Regions from separate parts of the Sus scrofa genome. Here region 1 is linked to region 2. The links are chromatin contacts, called in public Hi-C maps. All regions are on one chromosome and are shown on one strand. Each heading gives the region's core, a stretch centred on a gene start, on an enhancer-like site or on the middle of the called end of the contact. The rest is flanking DNA. Distances are from core to core; before and after follow the strand shown.

Region 1 (5,163 bases), core at 1,507-4,006, 290 kb after region 2:
TTTTATAACTCTCACAATTCAATGTCAAAAAACCCCCAAGCCATCTGAATAAAAAATAGGCAGAAGACCATAAACATTTTTCCAAAGAAGACATACAGGTGGCCCACAAACACCTGAAAAGATGCTCAATATCACTAATCATTACGGAAATGAAAATTAAAACCACAATGAGATACCACCTCACACCCATCGGAATGGCTATCATCCACGAAACTACAAACGATGTTGGCAAGGATGTAGAGAAAATGGACCTTCGTGCTCTACTGCTGGGAATATAAATTGGTGCAGCTGCCATGGAAAACAACATGTAACTTCCTCCAAAAATTAAAAATAAAACTACTATACCATCTAGCAATTCCACTTCTGGGTATTTATCCAAAGATAATGAAAGCACTAATTTGATGTAATGTTCACTAGAGCATTATCTACAATAATCAAGATACAGAAGCATCCAAGTGCCAATCAATAAATGAATGGATAAGGATGATGTGATATGTATATATAAAAACATATATATTACCTATATAATAAAGATAATACATATGTCATAATACATACACATAGTATACACTATATATATTATACATTATATATACATAGTACATACTATATACACATAATATATACATTGACATGTACATAATACATATGTATACATACATTATTCACACACACATATATGACGAAATGCTACAAAGACATAAAAAAGAATGAAATCTTTTTTTTTTTTTTTTTTTGTCTTTCGAGGGCTGCACTTGTGGCATGTGGAGGTTCCCAGGCTAGGGGTCTAATCGAAGCTGTTGCTGCCGGCTTACACCACAGCCAAAGCAACACCAGATCCATGTCTGCAACCTATACCACAGTTCATGGCAACACTGGATCCTTAACCCACTGGGTGAGGCCAGGGATGGAACCTGCACCTTCATAGTTCCTAGTCAGATTAGTTTCTGCTGTGCCAAGATGGGAACTCCAAAAAGAATGAAATCTTGTCATTTGCAGCAACGTGGATGTACCCATGGGGTATTATGCCAAGTGAAATAGCTCAGACAGAGAAAAACAGATACTGTATGATTTTACTTGTATGTGGAATCTACAAAGACAAAACAAACAAAAACACAAAATAGAAAGAGATTCACAGATATAGAGAACAAACTAGTGACTGCTAGAGAAAAGAGGAATGCAGAGTTGGGTAGGACAGGTGAAGAGGATTAAGAGGTACACACTTACAGTTACAAAATAAGCAATCGGGACGTAATGCACAGCATAAAGAGCATAGTCGCTGATGCCACAGCAACTGTGTAGAGTGACAGAGGGTCACCAGACTCACTGTGGTGATCGGTTTGTATTGTATAAAATGCCTAATCACTATGCTGTACTCCTGAAGCTAATAAAATATTGTATATCAATTATGCTTCAATTTAAGTTTTTTTCAATTAAAAAAAAAGAATTTTCTTGGTCCTGGTCAAGATGGGAGCATCTATTCAGAAGCTTTGGCTCTTAATGTGCTACAACCCCCACCCCACCCCCCAGGGAGGTGATGCTAGTTAGGACATCCCAGCTCACTGGTGTCTCTATATGGACTTGTGTGGCAAGGGCACAGTGACTTAAGCCAGGCAACCCAGAGGCCCAATCTTGCCTTGTTGACCTATGAGGCTTGAGCCATTTTTTTTTTTTAATTTCTCCAACATTTAGAACATCTAGAAAATTGGAAAAAAAATTTCTGGACTTGGGGGAAGAATCAGAAGATCTGGCAACTCTGGGCCTGTATTCTTAGGTGGTCATACTTGGCTGGCACTAGCAGGGACTACCCCAGTGGCATGCAGTACCCACATGGTATGGACATTATTTTGTGTATTTTGTTTGCTCTCCCTGCTGCCTCCAGCGCTGGACCAAAACAGTCAGGCTTTTCCCTGTGGATCAGGATGTCTGCCCCATAAACACAGGACCCCTGGGTGTGGCCAGCTGAAATGGCCAGGGCTCCTGTGCCTATTGACTCCATCTCTACTCCCTGAGCCACAGAGACAGGCCCTTCTTCCACCGGAAATGGAGAGCATGAGCTTCCACAACACTGGGGAGCGACCCTCTGAGCCAATGGAAAGAAAAGCATTAATGAGAGCTCTGTTCATTTTTCTTTCTTTTCCCTTTTCTCGAGGACATTTCTGTTCTCCACTGTGTCCCTTGGGGGATTTTAAAAGACGTATTTGGGAGGGAGTTTCAAGGGAGACTCACAGATTTTAATGAGAAGGCTTAAAAGAAGCTGAGCCAAATGCTAGCAATTGTATTATAACTTGATTTCCTGGTCTGAGAAGGGCCGGCCCACAGCCAGGCAGGTGATGGCTAAGGTAGGATGACTCACATGGAGACGTGTGGAGATGACGACCCCAAACTTTGAAAAACCTAGTATTAACTCACATCAGGAAAGAGCCCCAAACATACATACTTGTCACCCCATTCCCCCTCACTCCTCCAATTGCGTTGTTCCATCTCTAAGTACCCTTTGTGCTAGGTTGTTTATGGGTCAGCAAAGTCAAGCAATCCTTTCCTATGCTCAGACGCCTGGTGGAAAAATGAGTGTGTGAGATTTTATACAGCAAAAAGGATCCTTCACACAATCTTGGGATCTCCTGTCCCTCATTTGCACTGTTCAATAAAGCAGATGTTTCCTAGCTCCCAAAACACAGCTTGAACTTTGAGCAGAATGTCGGCTCTGGGCCTTGATCTGGGTCTAGGCCAAGGCTACCTGTTTAAACTCTTCATGGAAAGAAAACCCTAATGAGCTCACCATGTGACAAACAGGCTATTTTAGTGTTTCCAAGAGAATTATTTGGTTGGCAGAATAACAAAATGCCCTCTTCCCAACTTTTCTTAACTTCTGGCCCCAGGGTGTCCATTGTTAACTATTAACTTTTCTATTAGTCATCGAGCTATGTGTTTAGAGATAACATACTTTGCTACTGATAGAGAAAACTTAACTCTAAAAGGAGGCATGCATGAGCCATCGTGTGGAAACCAGTATACTGTAGGATTAGGAACGGACTGTTGTTGCATTCATTTGCTAACTCTAAATCATTTCCTTACGTCAGTAAGAGCCCACAAGAGTTTCATTCATGCAATCTTCCATAAATATTTACTTACTACTTCATTTCTGGACTTGGGGAGTTGAGTGGTGACCAAAATCACCAAGGTCCTTGTCCTTAAGAAACTTTTTATCTAATGGGTATGGGAGTTGAGGATGAGGATATGGGATGGGCACTGATACAGTCAAAGAAGATAAAGCATACGCCCAACAGCAAAGTGACTAGGGAACGTGGGATGCTTAGATAAAGTGCTGAGAAAAAGCCCCTTTGAGAAAATGATACTAGTGTCTACTCCTGAATGATGAGAAAAAAGCTAGCCAGGACAAGGGCCAGGGGAAAGTGTTCTGGGTCAAGCTATCATCCAATGGCCAGGCCTTGAACTGGGAGGGAGAAAAGTCTGACTCATGAACACAAAGGCCAGAGGGTCTGGTGTGAAGGCAAAGAGGAGTACCAGACAGAACCAGGGAAGTAGGCGGGCCCACATCCCACGACGAAGCTGTCAGGAAGGATTTTCATCACATGGGGAGACACCTCTTGGGGACTTTGGACCAGGGCTGGCAGAGTACACCCTGAAAGTGAAATCTGCCCCTCTGCCTGGTTCGGAAAGTCAAGTTTTATTGGAACATACCTATGTCCAGTCATTTATATGTCTAAGGCTGCTTGTACACTAAATTGGCAGCGTTATAGAGTTGCAACAGAGATTTCTCCCACAAAGTTGAGAAATTTTAAAGATCTGGCTGGCCCTTTACTGTAAAGGTTTACCAACTTTTGCTGTAAACTATGCATTCTTACTGGGTTTGGGAGTGTTGCATTTGATTTATGTGTAACTGTCTACCATGTTGGCCTCACTGTCTCAAAAGACGCTAGGTAATACATTTAAGAGAATTTGCCTTAAAACAGGGATCAGACCCACTTGTATCAGCTGAGCGAGTAAACTACAGGGCCCAAGACTGTTTCTTCACAGGAAGAGGCTCCTATCCTGCAAGAAGTCTGTAAGCATGTTTGATTATTTTGGTAATGTGACACTGTCATCAAGGCGGTGTTTGCTGTCTTCCTGCTGCCCTCAGGATGCGGGAAACGCTCAGTTCTCCTGGTAGCAAGATGGCTACCATGAGCCAAAGATGGCAAAACTACAGGATCTCGTGCAGGACAAGATGTAAGATATCCAGCCATAAAGTAATTTGGGCATTTCCTCTCACATGCCTTTTTAATAGGGAAGAAAAATCCTCTGTGATGCATTGCTCATATCATCTATTTACATCTCGTTAGCTACATCAGCCTGTGTTCACACCAGTGTCTGGTAAGGAGCATGGACTTCCAGGCTTGGCTTTGGCTACTTAACATTCATTCCCCTGGCCGTCCACACACGCACTTGGAGAATGAACGCCCACGCAATCAGACTTCTACCAGCAAGGCAGGCAGACAAGAAAGGCAGAGAGCTGGGCAGCCAAGGGTACCTGTCCCAGGGTGGGATTTTAGTAAAACAATCCTGTGTCTATCCCTGTCTATTCAGAGAATTGAATGTAAAACTAGGGATCAGCAGAGAAACAAAAACGGAGCAAATCCTCCCACTGGGATGTGGATGGTACTGGTGGAATATGTTTGATTTAATGTAAATATCACCCAGTGTGTCCACAACAGGTTTAGTAATTCATTTCCACATGTGAAAAACTTGTTTTCAAGGCAACATATACATTTAGCCTTTCTCGTGAGTCATGGATAACTCTCTGCTGAGCTCGAAGAAACCGCCACTGTTTGAATGTGGACTTGTTTCAGTTGATTTTTGCAAGTAGAGGCTTGATACCACATTGGGCTTCTCTCCTTACCCAAACAGGTTCTTTCCAAACACACCTCTAGTTATGTGCATTCTTTACCTCTCCAGACGGCTGGAAACCACCTCCTCCTTGAAGTGAATCAGAGTTTAATTTTTTTTTTGTTCAGGAAAATCTCCCCTCTTGGGAAAAGATGCATTTGCCTCTTTAGTCTCATGTCTATGCCCCACATATTTAGAGTGCCTAGCAGCTGGCCCTGGGGAAGCTTGAAGTCTAGTTGTCAGGAGACTGAATTAATTGCTGTGTTAGTGGAA
Region 2 (4,663 bases), core at 1,353-3,852:
TTTTATATACGGATACCTTGTAACTTATTTTCCTACAGCCCATGCATGATTCCCTGTCTGTTGCTGTAGTTTCTGCTTATTCTGTTCTTCTAACCGCTCACACCCCACATTAAATCTATGATATTAGATTTGTGAATTGGAATCAAATTTTTATCACTTTTGTATGTCTTAATAATTGTGAATATGACAGTTCACTGAATATGTTAATGTTCTCTTAATCCAATATGAGAAGCTGTGGAGGGTTGTCAGAATTTACAACGGAGAAAAATTATTCCTGCAGCTATCCCAGCCCTTAGATGCCTCTTTAAAATGGTAACTTGACTTTGGGAAACATTTCTATTCTTGTTTAACTTTATAGCGGAAGAGGTTCAAGGGAGCCCAGCTGAGCTCTGAATGCCCCATCTCTCTCTGCTTCAGTATTTGCATTTTATACCAGACATGCCTTTTATAAACAATTCACACTTAGAACAGCAAGTTCTTAATCCTAATGAATTCCACTTTAGCATGTCTTTTTGTAATTGGAATTAACATTCCCACATGAACTGGGAAATGCTAAATTGTTACCAGCATCCCTGGTGTTTTGCTGCTTCTCATGATGCTTTCAATGATTTCATCCAAGCAACCTAAAATATCACAATTTGTACTCATGCAATGATATGCCTGAGTGTCGTGTTAAGTGTATATTCTTGATGCTGGCAGAACTTAGTGTAAACAATACCTGATTCAAAGAAGAGGTAAATATCAGCAGATAAATGAGATAAACATTGCCGTGAGCAGGAACCTAATGCTTTTAGTGTTTGGAGACACTGGAGCAAGTGCACTGAATAATTTTAACAAGTGTTACGTACTTTGTTTTTCATTTGTGGCATTTGTGGCTGGCCATTATGTCATTAGCTTTCTTCCTCTTCTGATTTAATCTCCTTTTCTGTCCCATGTTTCTTTGGTAGAGATTGTTTCAATCTGCTCCATTTCTAGGTGGAACCTCTCAGCTCATTTTGAGAACCTACATTTCCATTTTGGTGCCAATACCTTATTTCTTTATTAGGTCACACTGGGCTTTATTTTATCCTAAGTTAGAAATGGTGGAGTTAAAAGATCAAAACATCCTGGTGTAGGGATCCCTTAACAAGATATGACCATGTTTCACAGCAAACTAGGGAATGTTAGAAAGGACATTTGTTACCACTTTTTAATGGGATGTCTGTATTAGCCAATCATATTTTCTCTAGCCCCTTGTTTTTCAGTATAAGACCTGCATCTGACATACTGTTCTGTCATTTACTTAACTGAATGGGCTGAGGCCAGTCATTCTGTTCTTCTATGCTTTGTTTTTCTACCTGTAAAGAAGCTTAATATCTACCCCCCAACAATCTCACAGGAATCTGTAAGTCACAGAGGATCATGCATACAAAAGTAGTTTTTAAACACCAAGCTTGGGAGAACAGGGAGGGATATGCAGAATTTTGCGTCACTAATTCACCACAACCAAAGTAATGACTAATTTTATCAGACATTGTCATGACCTCTCTTAGCGCATTCTCCGCATAATCAGTGAAATAGGGGTCATCAGTGGAATGGGTGGTCTGAGGGTTTCAGCAGAGGAGTGGCAACGGAGAAGTGTGTGGAGCCAGCTGTGCCCACTTGGGGAGCTAATGGTTACATTTTCCGGAATTCTGGTAAGTCAGTCATTAATCATGGCCAAGATTAACAACTAAATTATTTAGAAATGTATAATGAAATAAAATAATCCTTTAAAAACAAAAGTAATGAATGCTCCACACTTTACTTCTTAGTTATTTTACGACTAGCTATGTTTTCAGGTTACTTCTGTCTGCGCTGTATACCAGCTCTCCTACATAACGATAATGATGGGACACATCTTTCCCCCACTCTGCATTCGAAGATGTCATTTCAGCAGTTTGAAACCAGTCGTGGTGGAGTATTTACACCACAGAAGTTGGAAAACCATGTAAATCAGAGCTTGATTCATTTTGCCGATTGTCTAAACCTAAGAAAGTGAGAGAATTTAACAGTAAAGATTGAATTGCAAAGTGTGTTCGTTTATGATCACGAAAAAATGGAGGAATAGTTTTCCAGCACGTGAAAACTATTATCGGATCAACAAAGAAGCACTCATGGCATTAACAAAGTGCAGTCCACGTGTCCACCTTTTTGTTTCACTTTCATCTCCTTCATTAATTAAAAAAAAAAAAAAATCAACCATGGTTCATGTTTGAACTTCAGTGGCATGAGCAACTTCTTTGCCAAATTGAATATTAACCAAACATGATCTGCTTTTGCCAAACACAATTGAATTGCAGCTGTAGGTTGATTATAGATATTAGAGTTTGGCAAAAATCAATCAAGCCATTCAGTGAAAATCAGTGGGATTTATTGTAAAGTGTTGTATATTTTATTATTTTTTGGTGAATAATGTTCTCTGCATTCTTTCTATCAGTAAAATGTGCAATAGATGGATACAGAGATACTCCCTCCCGGCTCTTGTTAAACATTTATCCGCAGTCTGACTAAGGACGGGCTCTCATTTACTACAGGAAAGCTCATTCCACAAGCAGTCTGGAGCCTGGGTGTTAAGAGCTAAGACCGAAAGCAGGAGGGGGCGGGGCGGGGAAGGTGGAGATTTGGCCTGGGCAGGTGGCAGTGGAGGTGGGAGGCTATGGTGGGACAGGAGAAGCGTTTTGGAGGCCAAGGAAGGCAAATTAGCCATGTAGCAGCTCCCTGGAAGAGATGGACTTTCAGGAACAGCCTGTGCTAAGGGAAGACCTGCTGGCGGAGGCTGAGAAGGCGCCATGGTTGGGGGAAGTGAGGGCACAGAAAGCTGTCCCTAAGGGATGGAGTTGGGAGCAGCATGTGGAAGGAGATAAGGAAGCAGAGGCAGCTCTAGAGCTCAAGTCCGTCTCTTTGAAGCACATGGAGACAGCTAGGCTTGATGGCCTTGCCCTGGGAGAGGGGAGAGGGAACCCCCAAAACTGGTAACATGTCATGACAAACTCAAATACTCAGACATTTTCTTACTCATCTAGAACTTATTTTTATTTTTTTCTTAATTTTTAGTTATTTATTTTTTTAGGGCTGCACCCTCTCCATATGGAAGTTCCCAGGCTAGGGGTGGAATGGGAGCTGCAGCTGCTGGCCTACACCGAAGCCACAACCATGTGGGATCCAAGCTGCATCGGCAACCTATACTTTAGCTCAGGGCAACATGGAATCCTCAACCCACCAAGCGAGGCCAGGGATCAAACCCTCATCCTTGTGGATGTTAGTTGGTTCGTTACCGCTGATCCAGGATAGGAACTCCTCATCTAGAACTTTTAAGATTTTTGCCCACATAGGAGTTCCCATCGTGTCGCAGCGGAGACGAATCCAACTAGGAACCATGAGGTTGCCGGTTAGATCTCTGGTCTCGCTCAGTGGGTTAAAGATCCCGAGTTGCCATGAGCTGTGGTGTAGGTTGCAGATGCGGCTGGAATCTGGCGTTGCTTTGGCTGTGGGGTAGGCCAGCAGCTGTACCTCTGATTAGACTCCTAGGCTGGGAACCTCCATGTGCCGCGGGTGCGGCCCTAAAAAGACAAAAATATAATAATAATAATTTTTTTTTTTGCCCATGTAGAGGGAGCAATTGTTCATCCCAATCCCAATCTACAGTAGATTTTTTTCGCTCATTTTCATTGTAAAACTCTTTCACTCAGTCCCCTTGTGCTGCACAGATATTCGTTTTTACTTCCCAGGATCTCGTTATTCTTTGCCATGTCATAAAAGAGGGCCTCTACTATAACCCAGCAAACTTCTGGCTACCACGGCCCTCCCTGCTTCCTCCCTAACCACCTACAACGTATAGTCTGCCACACAGGTTGTCGTTTTCAGCTTTAACATTTTAGAAGAGAGGTTGATAAATCTTATGGAATTTTTAAAATAGTACATGTTTTGTGTGTGTGTGTGTGTGTGAGAGAGAGAGAGAGAGAGAGAGAGAGAGAGAGGGAAAGGGAGGGAGGGAGGGAAACGTCTCCTCCCCATTTACCCAGCCTTTCAATCCTAATGACCAGAGAAAAGAAAATTTCTCAGCTGAACCACCACCAATGATTGACGCTTTGAGGCGTCCGTTTGAATATGCTTGGTTTACTTTGGCCTTCTGATATGATTTTATTGTTCTGATATGAATTTTATTATTCAACTAATCATGGAGTTTTATTAATAGAAGGGACTTCTCCAAGTAATTTTCTCTCCCATTCATTCCTTTCTTGACAAAATAGCAAGGAGCACATGTTAGGCCCCAGTGTAAGGCTGCAGGGATATGTAAAAATGAGTAAGATATAATCTGAGATCTGGAGACAGTGGAAACAGGTACAGTAACAAGTCATCATCAGGTCGGGCAGACTTGTGGAAATGTGCCCTGCCTACCCATGAAGAAGTCACCTGGGTGCTCAGAGAGAGGGAGGGAGGTGTGGGTTTGGAAACGCTGGTCAGGGAGCATTTCTAGGAGGTGGGCATGAGCCATTTGAATTATGAAGGGTCTCCTCCAAGTTACTTGGCGATTTCTCATGGAAACAACACAAAGAAAGCTTGCCTTTACTATTTTATCAGGACATTTGTTGGTGGATTTAAAAGAAACTCAACTATTAAAGCAAAAAAGAAAATGTACTGA

Evidence for each region. Hi-C and Micro-C count contacts between places; a contact is called where the count stands out from the background.
Region 1: a contact with region 2 is called in a Hi-C map of liver, with 7 times the contacts expected there. The contact joins two enhancer-like sites. A contact is called at or near these places in 1 of 5 promoter capture datasets (liver), 4 of 47 Hi-C or Micro-C datasets (fetal skeletal muscle, liver and skeletal muscle) and 2 of 2 datasets of contacts at active chromatin or transcription factors (alveolar macrophages and skeletal muscle).

Annotation. Positions count from the first base shown.
Region 1 is chr2:145,227,260-145,232,422 of Sscrofa11.1, forward strand. No RefSeq gene overlaps it. Among named protein-coding and RNA genes, the nearest start is that of NR3C1, 300 kb to the left of the region's middle. Within about 2 kb of position 2,757, at least 9 of the 83 cell types and tissues checked have an H3K27ac peak or open chromatin away from gene starts, as enhancers often do. A contact at or near this core is called in liver, where this site is marked.
Region 2 is chr2:144,935,024-144,939,686 of Sscrofa11.1, forward strand. It overlaps a transcript of NR3C1 not described here. Among named protein-coding and RNA genes, the nearest start is that of NR3C1, 7.7 kb to the left of the region's middle. Within about 2 kb of position 2,603, at least 8 of the 83 cell types and tissues checked have an H3K27ac peak or open chromatin away from gene starts, as enhancers often do. A contact at or near this core is called in liver, where this site is marked.